2 separate regions of the Ovis aries genome follow, and region 1 is linked to region 2. The links are chromatin contacts, called in public Hi-C maps. All regions are on one chromosome and are shown on one strand. The core of a region is the stretch at or near the end of the contact, and the rest is flanking DNA. Distances in the headings are between cores, read along the strand shown. Region 1 holds the start of SMAD7 (SMAD family member 7). Region 2 overlaps CTIF (cap binding complex dependent translation initiation factor).

Region 1 (6,653 bases), core at 1,445-3,944, 100 kb after region 2:
CCCTTCCTTCCTAAAGGGGAGCCTTCCTCTCCAGCCTTTACTACCGCTTCTCCGAGCCTTCCTTGGCGGGCTTGGATCGAATCCAAATCGGCCACACACCTCAACGCCGCTCTCCGTGCGGGGGAGGCGTGACCCCCCCACACACACACACACTTCTCTCTGCACCCCCTTGGCTGATCCGGAAATAACCCCATGTCTGCAGAATACGGGCATGAATGAGTAGGGCCCAGGGGCAACCCCCCCCCCGCCCTTGGGGCCACCGAGGAGAGAAAACTGGAAGGGAACCCCGAGGGAATGCCTTTCCAGTTTCCTCGGGTCCCTTCTCTACCTTTGTCCCCCAAATCTCCTCCCAGGAGGGAATGTACACACATCCCTCCGGCGAGGTGGCTGCACTAACCCACAGCCCAATCGGGCTTTTCTTCCCCACACCTGAGTGCCGGGAGAAAGGGGGGGCACGGGCGGGTGGGCGTGGATCAACTTCTTACCTAGTTCGCAGAGTCGGCTAAGGTGATGGGGGTTGCAGCACACCAGCTCGGGGTTGATCTTCCCGTAAGATTCACAGCAACACAGCCTCTTGACTTCCGAGGAATGCCTGAGATCCGGCCACCTGAACACTTTGCACAGCAGGAGGGGGAGCGAGTAGGTGGAGGGCGGCTGCGCCGGCTGTGAGCCGGCGGGCGCCCCCAGGCCCAGCCTGCAGTCCAAGCGGCCGGGCAGCAAGAGGCACGCGGTGCGCGTACCGCCGCGGGACTCCACGGCCTGGAGCAGCAGCTCCAGCTGCCGTTCCTTCAGTTTCTTGAGCACCGAGTGCGTGAGCGCTTTCAGATCCGCCTCGCCACCCCCGGCCGCGCCGGCGCCCGCGGCTGGGGGGTGGGGATGGTGGTGACCTTTGGCACCTCGCACCGCCTTGCCCAGGCAGCAGACAGCCCTGCCTGCGCCGCCGCCGCCGCCGGCCCCATGCGCCCGGCCGTCCGTCGCCCCTTCTCCCCGCAGCTCGCCTCCTCCTCCGCCTCCCCCCGCGCCCTCCTCCTCGTCCTCGCCGCCGGGCGCACGGCTCCTCCAGAGACGCCGGACGAGCGCAGATCGTTTGGTCCTGAACATGCGGGGCGAGGAGGCGAGGAGAAAAGTCGTTGGCCGGCTAAGGAGCGAACATGACCTCCGCACACCATGAAGAAGTCGGGCGCCGAGTTGGGGCAGCAGGCGCAGGCGACAGCAGCAGCAGCAGGGGCCCTGGCAGGAGCGGCGGCGGCCCGAGGGGCGCTCCGTGGCATGCGCCAGTCTCCCGGAGGCCGGAGCGCGCGCGGGGGCCCGGGGGCGCCCGCCGGGGCTCGGGGGCCTGCGCTCTGGCTGCCCCACCCCGCGCGGCCCGCGCCGTGCGCCGCTCGCGGGCCCCGGCGCACCCCGGAGGAACGCGGCCGCCGCTTCCCCGGGGGCGGCGAAGCCTACCCGGGTCGGCGCCTCCCCAAAAAGAGGCCCCCCCGCAGTGGCTCCCGAGTGTCGGGCTCGCCAGCCTCGGCTGCCTACATGGAAGATCCGCGGCGGCAAAAAACGAAAGGCGTTCGGCAGGGCTGCTGGAGGGAGGAAAAAGCCTCTTTCCCCCTTGCTAAGCAACTTAATTTGGGGGTGGGGAGAAGCAATTAAAAAAAAAAAGCAGGCACGCGATTTATTTTTTTCCTCTATATCCTTAGTAACCGGATCTCCTTGAATTCCGTGCACACGAAGACTCGGGGGAGGGGGCTGAGTGGACTTCACCCCACATGAGATGTCTGGCGAAATAAGGAGGCTCTCAAAATCTAAGAACCAAACATGCAAAGCCCCAAATGAAAAACACCACCTCCTCGCACCCCGGAGGTCTGGGGGCGTCCGGCTGGAGCTGGGGTTTAAAAAAAGAAAATGTTTACAAAGTAGAACGAGACGTTTCAGGGGTGGAAAAAAAACGTATCCACGAGTTACATCCCCCTTTTTTCCTTGCAGAGCCCCGCTGGTCTTCCTCTCCTTTTCTTCTGCCAAGGAAAAAAAAAATCCTATATATATATTTTTTAATCCACAGAAAGCTTTGGCTAGGCTGCTTCAATCCTTCGCATCTGGGTGGTTTAGGGGAGTCTCTGGCCTTTCCTCTTGCGCTCCCGGGGGCCCCGGTCGTCGGCGGGGACTTCCTTGGGGCTGGCGGGGGCGCAGGGGCAGAAGATGCTGCGGCGGCGGCGGCTGCGCCCCGCGGGGCTGACAGCGCGGGGGAGGGCGGCGCGGCGGCCGCGGCGGGCCCCTGGCGGGCGGCGCGCTCTCGCCCTCTGCTCTCTAGCGCGGGGGCCACCGGCGCCCCCTCCCCGGGTTGCGGCTGGCCGCCGGGGCTCCCCGTAAAAGGCTGCTCGCCCCGACTCGGCTGCGGCGACTGGAGGCCCCGGTTGTCCCTCACGCCGCCTTCTCCGAGAGACTCTCCTCGTCGCGGCCGGGAGCCTCCTTGTCCCCCCGTCCGCCCTCTCCTGGCACTCGGGTCCTTCTGCCGCCGCCCGGGGTTCGCCGCGCCGCACTCAGGGGCTCCTGGGCCGGGCGCTCGGCAGCTCGGCGCCGGCGGGCTGGCTCTCGTCTCGGGCAGCTCTCTCCGGCGCGGCGAGCGGACCGAGCACGGCGCCCGGCTGGCTCGGCTGGCGCGGCTCGGGGACAGGCTCCTCCGTGCGCGGAGCAGGCGAGCGAGTGTGCCCGGGGCTCGCCGCCTCCCGCAAGGCCTCCCGCCCCCGCCCCCTTCCCTCCCCCTTCCTCCCCCTTCCCTCCCCCGCCCCCCAGCCGCCGCCGCCTCCTCCCCGCCCCCCCCCCCCCCCCCCGGGCCCTCTGCTCTGCTGGTTCCACTGCGCAGTGGCGCGCCCGGCTCCGGCCTCGTCACGTGGCCGTCTAGACACCCTGTCGCTTTAAAAAAAAAAAAAGCGATTGTGTTTCGCAAACAACAGATCGGGTTTCTAAAAGCTATTTCTCCCCCCCCCCCACCCCGCTCACCAAATCCCCGCCACCGCCACCCGCCTGGGTCTGCAGAGGGGGGACCGATATGGGGCGGGAGCGGGGGTGGATAAAGGTGGGGAGCAGAGAAGCTCCCGGGGTTGACGGAGACCTGGCGAAATCAGAGGAGAAATGGGAAGACCCAAGAGCACCGATCGGGCACCGCCGGCGAGTTTTGGAGCGAAGCGAGCGGGCCGGTGGCCGGATTTAGACCCAGCCCGCGGAGCCTCGCGGGGGCTGTCCCGCGCGCGCTCGCTCTAACGCTTCATTCATTCGTTTTGTTTTAAAGGCCCTGGCGACGGATCCCCTGGCCGCCGCGCGGGAGGGAAGGGGGAGGAGAGCGCTGTCTCCGCGTAAAAGACATTTACACCGGACTGGACCGAGGCCCTGGGAAGTGCGCGCTGGAGGGAACAGCCGGCCCGCGAGGGCGGGGAGGCGGCGCGAATGTGACCTCAGCGGCGGCCGCGCGCTCCCTCCCGCCCTCTCCCGCTCGGGGCTCGGGTTTCTAGGACTGCCTGGAGAAGTGTGTCTTGTGCAAAGCTCTGGAATGCATTTGGCTGCCTGACGAGTTGCGAGGGGCAGCATCTTGGCGGGAGGTGGCGGGGGTGTGTGTGGGGGTGCTCGCCCGCCCGCCGCGGGCAGGTTTCCTCCGGAGCCCGGAAGACCTCCGCCACTCCGCCTCCCGGCGCGGGAAGGTTACCTTCCGAGGAGACCTGCATGCATATGCATGCGGGGCCTGTTTCTTCCCCTCCTCGGCCCCGTAGCTTTCTGTGGCGCTTAGAGTCAGTGAGTTTATCCCCTTACCCCAGGCCATAGAGAAAGCGTAGACCCACCTGGCCGACTGGTGCATAGACACGCTAAGGCGTTGATGGGGCAAAGCACCAGATAGCGTTTACTTCGTGAAAGCTGTTGGTGCTGAGAAGCGTCATGATTTAAATATATAAGCGTTAGTATCGACGAGGCCACTAGTTGGCATGGTGGTCTAACCTCACATCTTATTCAATGAAATAATAAATATATTTTTTTAAGTCATTTAGAATTGTGAGGTCAGGATGACAATCAAACTCACTGGGGATTTTAATGACTTTTTTTTTTTTAATGAATCTTTTAAAAAAGGTGAAATGAACTGTTTTCATTTTCTCAGCTAAATTATGCCCCTTTTAAAGGAAAAGGCACCAAAAAAGGGAAAACGTAATAAAAGGAAAAGGCACTGATGAACCTCAACTCAGCCCCTTCCCTTCCAGCAACTTAAAAGCCATCTACATGCTATAGATGCTTAATAACTATTTAGGAACCAACAGAGTTGGATAGGTATTTCCACCTTCTCCCCCTACCCCAACCCACCAAGAGCACCTTTGGAGATATATTATGTGGTAATATAATATTATATAATATATAAGGGAGAAAATCATTATCATCTCTAAGCAAGGGGCCCTGAAGCTCATTGACCTAGAAGAGCCAGAAATGCCAAGCAGGGCAGAAAGGTGTACAACAGGGCAGCAGCTGGGATTCTAAACATTTACTTTGTAAGCCACATAGCTGCAATTGTATAAGATCATAGTTTAGTTACAGTTAAAAATAGTGCTGGGCTTCCCTGGTGGTCCAGTGGCTAAGACTCCATGCCTCAATGCAGGAGGCCTACGATCGATCCCTACCCAGGGAACTGGATCCAACATGCCTCAACTAAGAGTTTGCTTGCCAGGATTGAAAGATCCCACGTGCAGGATCTAACACCCAGTGCATAAATATTTTTTTTAATATATTGCTTATTGAAAAGGGCATTGAAACCTGTGTATGTGTGTGAAACTTTCTGAACAAGCAACCTACAAAGATAGCAGCCGAGAAAGCCCAGGAAAAAATGGGTTATCCCACCATCATAGGCTAAAGAGGTAGAAATGGGATTTTGGAGGTATCTGAGAAATGATACACTCACCTCAGAAAGGCTTAGAAAGAATGCCAAACTAGAAGTCAGAAAACCTGATTCCTGCCTGGGACTCTGCCATGCGTGTGTGCTCAGTCGTGCCTAACTCTTTGTGACCCCATGGATTGTAGCCCGCCAGGTTCCTCTGTCCATGGGATTTCCCAAGCAAGAATACTGGAGTAGCTTGCCATTTCCTCCTCCAGGGGCTCTTCCTGTCCCAGGGATCGAACTCACATCTCCTGGTCTCCTGCACTGGCAGGTGGATTCTTTACCACTGAGCTTCCCCTCCCTGGGAAGCCCCTGGGTCTCTGCCATTCACTGGTTAAATAACTTGCACTAGAGGTGATCCTCGCATTAGAAGAGCACTTGGCAAGATTTAAAAAGGTTTCTGGGTAAGTTTCCTGCCCTCTCAGGGTCCCATTCCCACTCTCTGCTCTGGGCATTGCTAGAAGATGTTCACTTTCCTAGCGAGGCTAGGCCAGGCTGCAAAGTGACGAGAAGGACTTAAATAAGCAGTGAAAGCAAAAGGCATAATTCTGCTTAAGCTTCTTGGCTAAATAGAGAACCTGATGATTCTGGGAGATGTGGCCAGTGGTGCTTACACTCTGGGATGTGAGGCTGGAGCACACACAGGGCAGGTAGATTTAGTGGGTGTTTCAGTTGAATCTGACGTCACAACTTGTCTGGGAGGAACATGCATATACTTGCAAAGATATGTTCCCATATAGTGTAATTGTGGGTGCTTTAATTCAGGCGTCACTCCTGTCTTCCCCTCTGTGCATGGCTTTCCTCTTCCATTTTACTGCCCTAGGTAGACAGTGGGTGGGTTGCTGGGCAAGTACCTGCAGTGGCTGGTGCTGCTTTATAGCTCCTTGGCATCCCCTGAATCAGTTAACATCCCAAGCTTTCCTGAGAGCCAGCCCCACCCTGTTCACATTCTTATTCCTTTCCTTTCCAAGAAAGAAGCTGGACTGTAGAGGAACTCCTGACTGGCTAGTGTGCCTAGAAAGGGAGTTCCTTTCCTTTTCTTTCCACGGGCACAAATGAAACCAACAAGCACCCAGTTTCAAACTATTCTAATCCTTAAAAAAAAAAAGTTTAGGAGTTCACCGAACTATTGTGAATGAGTTTGATTCTAATCACTTGCTGGCAAGGAATATGGAATAAAATGTTTCATTTGCAGTTGTTTATTTCCTGTTGTGGCTTCTATTTTCATCTTTTAGTCACTTTGGTGATAGTAATCAAACCCTAATCATGGTGCGGCCACAAGTCACAGAGACCAAAATAACTTGCAGCGGAGTTATGACAAACAAGGATGGAGTCAGCTAAAGACCTGGCTACTTAATCACTGGCCCCTGGCACCCAAAGGACTGTGGGGGCCGCCATTTGACTAACCCCGCCATTTGACCGACCAGTGGCTGAGCATCTAGAGGAGAGAGGAAGCTGGAGGGAAATTGCTCCAAGGCCCGAGGTCTTGAGCAGTCAGGGCCCCAGGGTGCGAGAGGAAGGAGGGCAGCGGAGCATATACAGGAAGTGGAGGAGAATCAGGTGAGCTGTCCACAACTGCCAGGGGGGAAACTGACATGAAAGAGAAAGAGGAGAACAGAAAAAGAGAACTGGCAAACCCTCTACAGCTGCAAGTGGCTAAGCAATCACTAAAATAAATAAATAAAAACCTCTGCTCGGGGAAGGCAGGATTCCTCCTCTCAGGACTTTTCTCCTGTTCAGTGGTTCTTGGAAAAGA
Region 2 (6,860 bases), core at 2,618-5,117:
TCTGGAGGCATTTTTGGTCCATGTGACTGGGGCAGTGCTAGAGGCATCTAGCCAGAGGGGCCAGGGTCCTGCCATGCACAGGAGGCCCCACAGAAAAGAATTGTTTGGCCCGAATGTCAGTCGTACTGTGGCTGAGAAATCCTGGTCCGAACAATCTCATCTGGCCTCAGAGCTTTCAGTACCATTGCACCCAGTGCTCTCAGATGTTCCCTCTGGCCGGGACCACTCTTTCGACCTCCAGACCCAAATGGCCAAACCTCCTCCTCCCTCTAGCTAGCCTCAGTCTTGGTAGATGGCCACCCATTTTACTCAGGCCAGAAACTCAGGAGTTCCCCTTTAGTTCAGTTCAGTCGCTCAGTCATGTCTGACTCTTTGCTACCTCATGGACTGTAGCACGCCAGGCCTCCCTGTCCATCACCAACTCCCGGAGTTTACTCAAACTCATGTCCATTCAGTCGGTGATGCCACCAACCATCTCATCCTCTGTCATCCCCTTCTCCTCCCGCCTTCAGTCTTTCCCAGCATCAGGGTCTTTTCAGATGCGTTCCCCTTAATTCCTCCCTTTTCCCCCTGTTGCTGTCTACAAATCCTGTAGCTTCAGCTGGCATCCGTGCCCCCAAATAGGCAGCTCATCTACCCTCTGTCCTGTCATGCTACCATCACCTTGGATTGGACTTCAAATAACTCCAAACTGGTCCTCTCTACCTCTTTGCCCCACTTTCCTTCATCTTAGATGAAAGGCCTCTTGGAAGGCAGGTGTGCCGCCACCAAGGACTCACAGAGGTGTTTCCAAGCCAGTGCCCCTCTTGAGTTGGGTGTGCTAGGCTGCCCAGGCCTGGGTGAGACTCCGGGCTCAGCTCCACCTGGAGAATGTCTCGCCTGGGTCCTTGCACAGGTGCAGGTACTCTCACAGATGCTAGAAGGAAAGAGAGGAACAGGATTGACTTTTTTTTAATGTCCCCCTGAAACTAGTCTCCTTTCTTGTCATGCTTCACGTAACGCACGTAGATGGATAATGTGTGGGTGAGTGTGGAGACACGCACATGTACACTGGCTCCAGATGCATGCATCGCCTTGAATTTAGTGTAGGAGCCTTCGCCGAGGCGGGGTGTTCATCATTAAGTCCTTCTCCAGAAGTTCATTTGATGGCCTCTTAGCCAGAAGCGTGGAGAAGTTGATGTCCTTTGGGATTTACTAAAGGACAGGCAACACAGCTAACACAGGTGGGCCATGAGTGAGACCCCTGACAAAGGCCTGGAAGCGTGTGGTCACAGGCAGATGCTCAGGGCAGCCGCAGCACTCACACCTGACCTGCACAGATGCGAGATGCGCATCTCCAGGCCTGGGTGCCTCCACCAGCCATTCCCCCTTGGCTCAAAGACTCAGGGGCGTCCCGACTGGCCGCCACCCCGTCAGTTCCGGGGACTGTGGGCAGCAGCTCTGGTATGGTTCTCAGCTACCACTTTGCTCCCTCTCCTCTGTCTCAGTCACCTTTCACCGGAATTGCCCCACCAGCCTTCTACCCGGGCTCATCCCCGTCTCTGTGGACTCCAGACTGATGGGACTCTCACGGGGTCACTGCCTGGAAAGTTCTTCCCTCCCCCCGGCTCCCGATCCCACTGTTTCCCCAGCTCCACATCAGAGTGTCAGTTTAGAGCTCCCCCAGGAAGCCTCTTCCGGGCTTCTTCTCCCCGCACAGATGAAGATGGTCCTTTCTGCCACCCCGCACCACCCTTAGTTCTGAGCAGAACTGAGAGCTGCTGCTGCTGAAGCCAGATACTGCTCTGAATATGTCTCATAGATTATCTCGTTTAGTGCTACTCACACCCCACCCCGACACACACACTTTCCAGATGAGGAAACCGAGACGCAGAAAAGTTATCTGTGCAACATACACAGCAGGTGACTGAGTCAGGATTAGGACCTAGGCAGTCTCGCTTTACAGGCCCAGCTGCCATCACTGTCCCACTTGTGCAAAGTCTGTCTTCTTTATTAGATTAGTAGGTCTACAGGTGAGGACAGGACTCATGTTCCTTGCTGAATGAGTGAGTGGGTGATTGAATGAATGAATGAAAGATGTTCTATCCCTTCAGACCTGTGTGTCACTGGTGGGGCTGCGTCCAGGGAATAGAGAGGCTCTTGAGTGACTTGGCCCCAGCCAGCACGTGCTTTCCTTCAAATCCAATTCACGGGTCTTCTGAGAGGGCCCACTGGACGCCAAGTTCCCATGTGAGCAAAGACTAGTCTAGACTCCAGGTAGAACTGGGCAGAACCAAATAACTGCCCCCGGGCTGTGAGTCTTGAGGCTTCTCCCTCCAGGGGGATCAGGAAAGGAGGTCAGAGAAGGCTTTGTGGGAAGGGACATCTCTCAGCCTATCTTGAGAGATCCGGTAACTGGAGCCAAGGGGAGAAAAGGCGGAGACCCAGCTGAGTCAGTGAGGAGCAAAGGCCAGAGGCAGATAAGGACCAGATGTGTTCATAGATGGCTTTGGCTGGACCAGAGATCTGTGGTGGGGAGCAGGGCGCGAGGCAGGAAGGGCCCCTGGGGAGGAAGTGGGTCAGTGGGCTGAGCTCTTGATCCCCTGCCGTCAGTTGGACCAGGTAACAATGCGTGGGTAACACAGATATGGATTCGCATGCTCACTCACCCAAAGAGATCATCTCAATTTAGAAAGACTCACCTATTATGAAAATGTATACTCTACTAAGGGTAAGGCTCGAAACCCAAGCCAACTCCCAGGTGCCCGTTAAATACTCCTTTATCTCCAACCTTGGACTTGGCAGTGAGTCCTTCTGCTGTCCCCAGGCAGCCCTGGACCCTTTCTCAGCCCAGACCTGTGTGCCCCTCCGTTTGGGTGGCTGCTGCTCTGAGTGCAGATGCTTATGCCTGGAGCACAGCCCTGTTTGTCTCAGCTTGATTGGCCCAGCCGTCCCCGTCCGATGGGTCCTCGGTTACCACCTTGCACCCAAACCCACCACAGAACCAGCCAACCTCCTTCACCCAATGGCCAGGCCCCCCCTGCCCAGCTGCTGCAGTGTGGCTTCAAACTCCATCCACCTCTACCACCCTGGGAAGACTGGCACCGCTGCCTGGAACCCAGCTTTTATTCCTTGTAGGGCAGGCCAAGATGATGGCACTGGAGAAGGACATGGTCTAAGCAAAGGCTTCTTCAGCGTTCCATGCTTGGGGACAGAGTAAGAGGCTCTTACTCCGTGTCCCAGCTCCTCAAGGTTCCCCTCTGGTTTCTGGTGCCCTCCCCCACTCAGACCCCTGCCAAGTCTGGAGTTGGGAGCAGGGGCCTCTGGTTGACTTGGGCATGTCATGAAGAACTTCTGAGAAGCTTCCTCCCAGGCTCACGACAAAGTGGCTGGGCTTGGCCTTCAGATGACCTTGTGCCCACCAGTGAGCAGGGCCGCACCCCTGGACTCTATGCACAGGGCAGCCTTTCCTCGGAAACCAGGAGGTGACCCTCTGTAGCAGTGCCCCCAGCCTGGTCCCCTCTGAGCCTGCAGAGAAGTCAGCCCTCCGTCCATTCCTGCCTCCCTACCACTTTTTTCTGATTAAGGTTTCTTTGGCTTCTTTAAAAGGGATTGTCTTGCACCCCAAGAGGCCTCCTGTCTTCCCAAAGGGCCCAACGTGTTCTGATGTGCTTACACCCTGGAGAGGGCAGGAAGGTGGTGGGTGTGAGGGGCGGACTCCCTCAGGGACATGTGTGGCTCGACAGCGGCTCGGCCACCCAGGAAAGCTCACCCACGGGAGGAAGGCCTCTTGCGCAAGCGATGCCGGGCAGGCGCTCTGAGCTGGCCCGTCGGCCCTGGCACGCGGCTGGGCCTGTTAGGAAATCCAGGAGCCGCTCTGTCTGCTTTCCAGCAGGCGCCACTTCTCTTTCCACTGCTTTGCTCAATTCACGGCCCAGCTCCAGGGCCAGGCGGGCGGGCGGGCGGGCAAGCAAGCCGGGCACCCTCTGCCACAGGCCCAGTGCCCAGGAACGCCTGCTCCTGCCTCAGCCCTGCTAGCTGTCACAGGATCCCCGGGCTGGGGCTGCAGAACTGTGATTAGGCCGGCCAGTCCGCAGGCTGTTGTGGCCATCTCGGGTGGGAGGGCAGGGTGACTCTCGGGGAAGGATTCCAGACTGTTTCCTTCTCGGTTGAGCTCCACCGCCCTTATCTCCTTTCCTGCCAGGCGGGACTCCTCACTAGTCACACAAAAGAAAACCCCACCCAAGACGCACAACCCCCACGACCCCCCTGATGGGCTTGAAGGGGGAGGGCTCGCCACTGGCTCCTTCAGGCCACCCATTTGTCAGTGTACATTGAGCTTCTGTCGTGGGCCCAGAAGGGGTTGGAGGGGCAGGTCAAAGAGACCAGAACCACCAAAAACTGGTGCCACCCTGGAGGCTGTCTGAAATCTCTTGGCCCTGTCAATAAGCTGAGATCCGTCTTTTTTTTCCCCCATGCCCTACTGCAGATCTTTTCTTCTAATTGATTTTTATTGGAGTCTAGTTGCTTTACAGCGTTGCGTTAGTTCTACAGTACAGCGCAGTGAAGCAGCTATACAAATAATGAGATCTCTCTTGGAGGAAAAACAGCCCAGTTGGGGCAGGCCGGGGGGAGGGGGAGTGCAGGCAAAGGCCAGCCACTAGGTTCAGGGGTGATTGGGATATGAGATGGGGGTCGTTGTGGGACTGAGTAGAACAAGGGGTGGGAGACATAAGAATAAGCGTATACGACACAGCCCCTCGCTCTAGCATCTTGCAGGCCTGGGTATTTACTCCCAGTTCACAGAGTATTGGGATACAGGACTGATAATTGTAAGAGAGAAGACTGAAGAACTGGGATGTCAGCTGATTCCACAGTTTACAAGGCTCAGGAGAGCTGAACGTAGAGCCCCGGCCCTGCTGCTCCTAACTCTGTCTCAGGCCCGCTGCTGAGCCTCAGAAGAACAGTCTGGCCCCAGCATATTCAGGCTTGCTGTTGGGCTGCACTTCCTGGAGGCAGGGGGCTGGCCTAGTTGACCCCTCAAGGTCTCGTTCCAGCCCAGCGGCTGGGGCCCATTCTACAGGCAAGTTGCTATGGGAACTATAACTTTGAATTTCCTGGCTCTGGGGCTGTGAAAATCACAACCTGAACCTTCCGTTGATGTGGGTTTCTCGATTAATTTCCTGTTTGATTGTTTACTTTAGAGAGCGGAAAATGCCTTTGCAGGCAGCTAGTTCCCTCCACCAAGACGCTTATCACGCCCTCCCCCCAGAGCCAGCAAGGTCAAGTCCAGGCCTCAGGTGGGAGGAGGTTGTGGTGGGGCGAGCGGCGGGGAGCTAAGGCCTGGGGCCAGGGGCCAGGGGCTCCAGGATAGCCAGCTCAAAGCAGACTGGCTGCCGGGGCTGCCCTCGCCCTCCCTGCCCTCTCCTGCCTGCGTCGGCCGGAGGGGCCCGGGCTGGTGGGTGCCAGGAGAGACCTGTGAGTTCAGAGAGAGGCTGGTCCCGTGAGGGGTATCTGCCCACTGCCCCGGGCCTCAGGCCTGGTCCCCAGCCAGCTGAAACCACCCCCTGCCCCATCTCAGAGAGCCATCAGATTCTGAGTCAGACGCAAAATGCAGTCATTCCTTCAGAGGAGCGTCCAGAGGGTGCTATAGTGGGGTGATGGCCCCAGGTGCCCCCAGTGCGTCCAGGCCTGCTCTCCTGGCCTCCTCCCCAGAGGGAGCTTGGAGAACAGCTTCATTTCCATCTGCCTCCCCTACAACCACCCTCCCCCGGGACCGCCGGCAAGGAGCAGTGGGTGGTGCTCAGTTCAGTTCAGCCACCCAGTCGCGTCCAACTCTTTGCAACCCCATGGACTGCAGCACGCCAGGCCTCCCTGTCCATCACCAACTCCCGGAGCTTGCTCAGACTCTTGTCCATCAAGTCGGTGATGCCATCCAACCATCTCATCCTCTGCTGTCCCCTTCTTCTCCCACCTTCAATCTTTCCCAGCATCAGGGTCTTTTCAGATGAGTCAGTTCTTCGCATCAGGTGGCCAAAGTATTGGAGCTTCAGCTTCAGCATCAGTTCTTACAATGAATATTCAAGACTGATTTCCTTTAGAATGGACTGGTTGGATCTCCTTGCAGTCCAAGCGACTCTCAAGAGTCTTCTCCAACACCACAGTTCAAAAGCATCAATTCTTCGGTGCTCAGTTTTCTTTATGGTCCAAATCTCACATTATACATGACCACTGGAAAAACCACGGCTTTGGCTATACAGCCCTTTGTCAGCAAAATAATGTCTGCTTTTTAATATGCTATCTAGGTGGTTCATAGCTTTTCTTCCAAGGAGCAAGCATCTTTTAATTTCATGGCTGCAGTCCTCATCTGAAGTAATTATGGAGCCCAAGAAAGTAAAGTCTTTCACTGTTTCCATTGTTTCCCTATCTAGTTGCCATGAAGTGATGGGACCGGATGCCATGATCTTAGTTTTCTGAATGTTGAGCTTTAAGCCAACTTTTTCACTCTCTTTCACTTTCATCAAGAGGCTCTTTAGTTCCTCTTTGCTTTCTGCCATAAGGGTGGTGTCATCTGCGTATCTGAGGTTTTTGATGTTTCTCCCGGCAGTCTTGATTCCAGCTTGTGCTTCAGCTGGACGCTGGTGCTCATGTTGCCATAATTCTGTCCTGTTCCAGCTCCCACCCTGGGAAGGAGTCCGCCCTGGCAGGCCAGGTGGGGCGCTGCAGCAGGCGTCCTGACTGGCAGTAAGAACCGCCTGCCACTGAGAGCGGGGCTGCTTAGACACCTTTGGGGCCTCTTCCCCACCCCCACCTGCTGAACCCCCAGAGACAGGCATGAGCACCTGGGCACCAGGGGAGGAGGAAGAACAGGCTAGAGGTGT

Evidence for each region. A called contact is a pair of places that touch in the nucleus more often than the background predicts.
Region 1: a contact with region 2 is called in a Hi-C map of liver, with 4 times the contacts expected there. The contact joins the promoter of SMAD7 here to the enhancer-like site in region 2. A contact is called at or near these places in 5 of 16 Hi-C or Micro-C datasets (hypothalamus, liver, mesenteric adipose tissue and 2 more).

Annotation. Positions count from the first base shown.
Region 1 is chr23:48,951,975-48,958,627 of ARS-UI_Ramb_v3.0, forward strand. SMAD7 (SMAD family member 7) reads right to left here and starts at 2,695. Exons shown (of 4, transcript XM_012103894.5): 1 at 486-2,695. The coding sequence starts at 1,101.
Region 2 is chr23:48,848,579-48,855,438 of ARS-UI_Ramb_v3.0, forward strand. The region is part of intron 11 of CTIF (cap binding complex dependent translation initiation factor); the gene reads left to right. Among named protein-coding and RNA genes, the nearest start is that of TRNAS-GGA, 60 kb to the left of the region's middle. Within about 2 kb of position 3,868, at least 18 of the 54 cell types and tissues checked have an H3K27ac peak or open chromatin away from gene starts, as enhancers often do. A contact at or near this core is called in hypothalamus, liver and muscle, where this site is marked.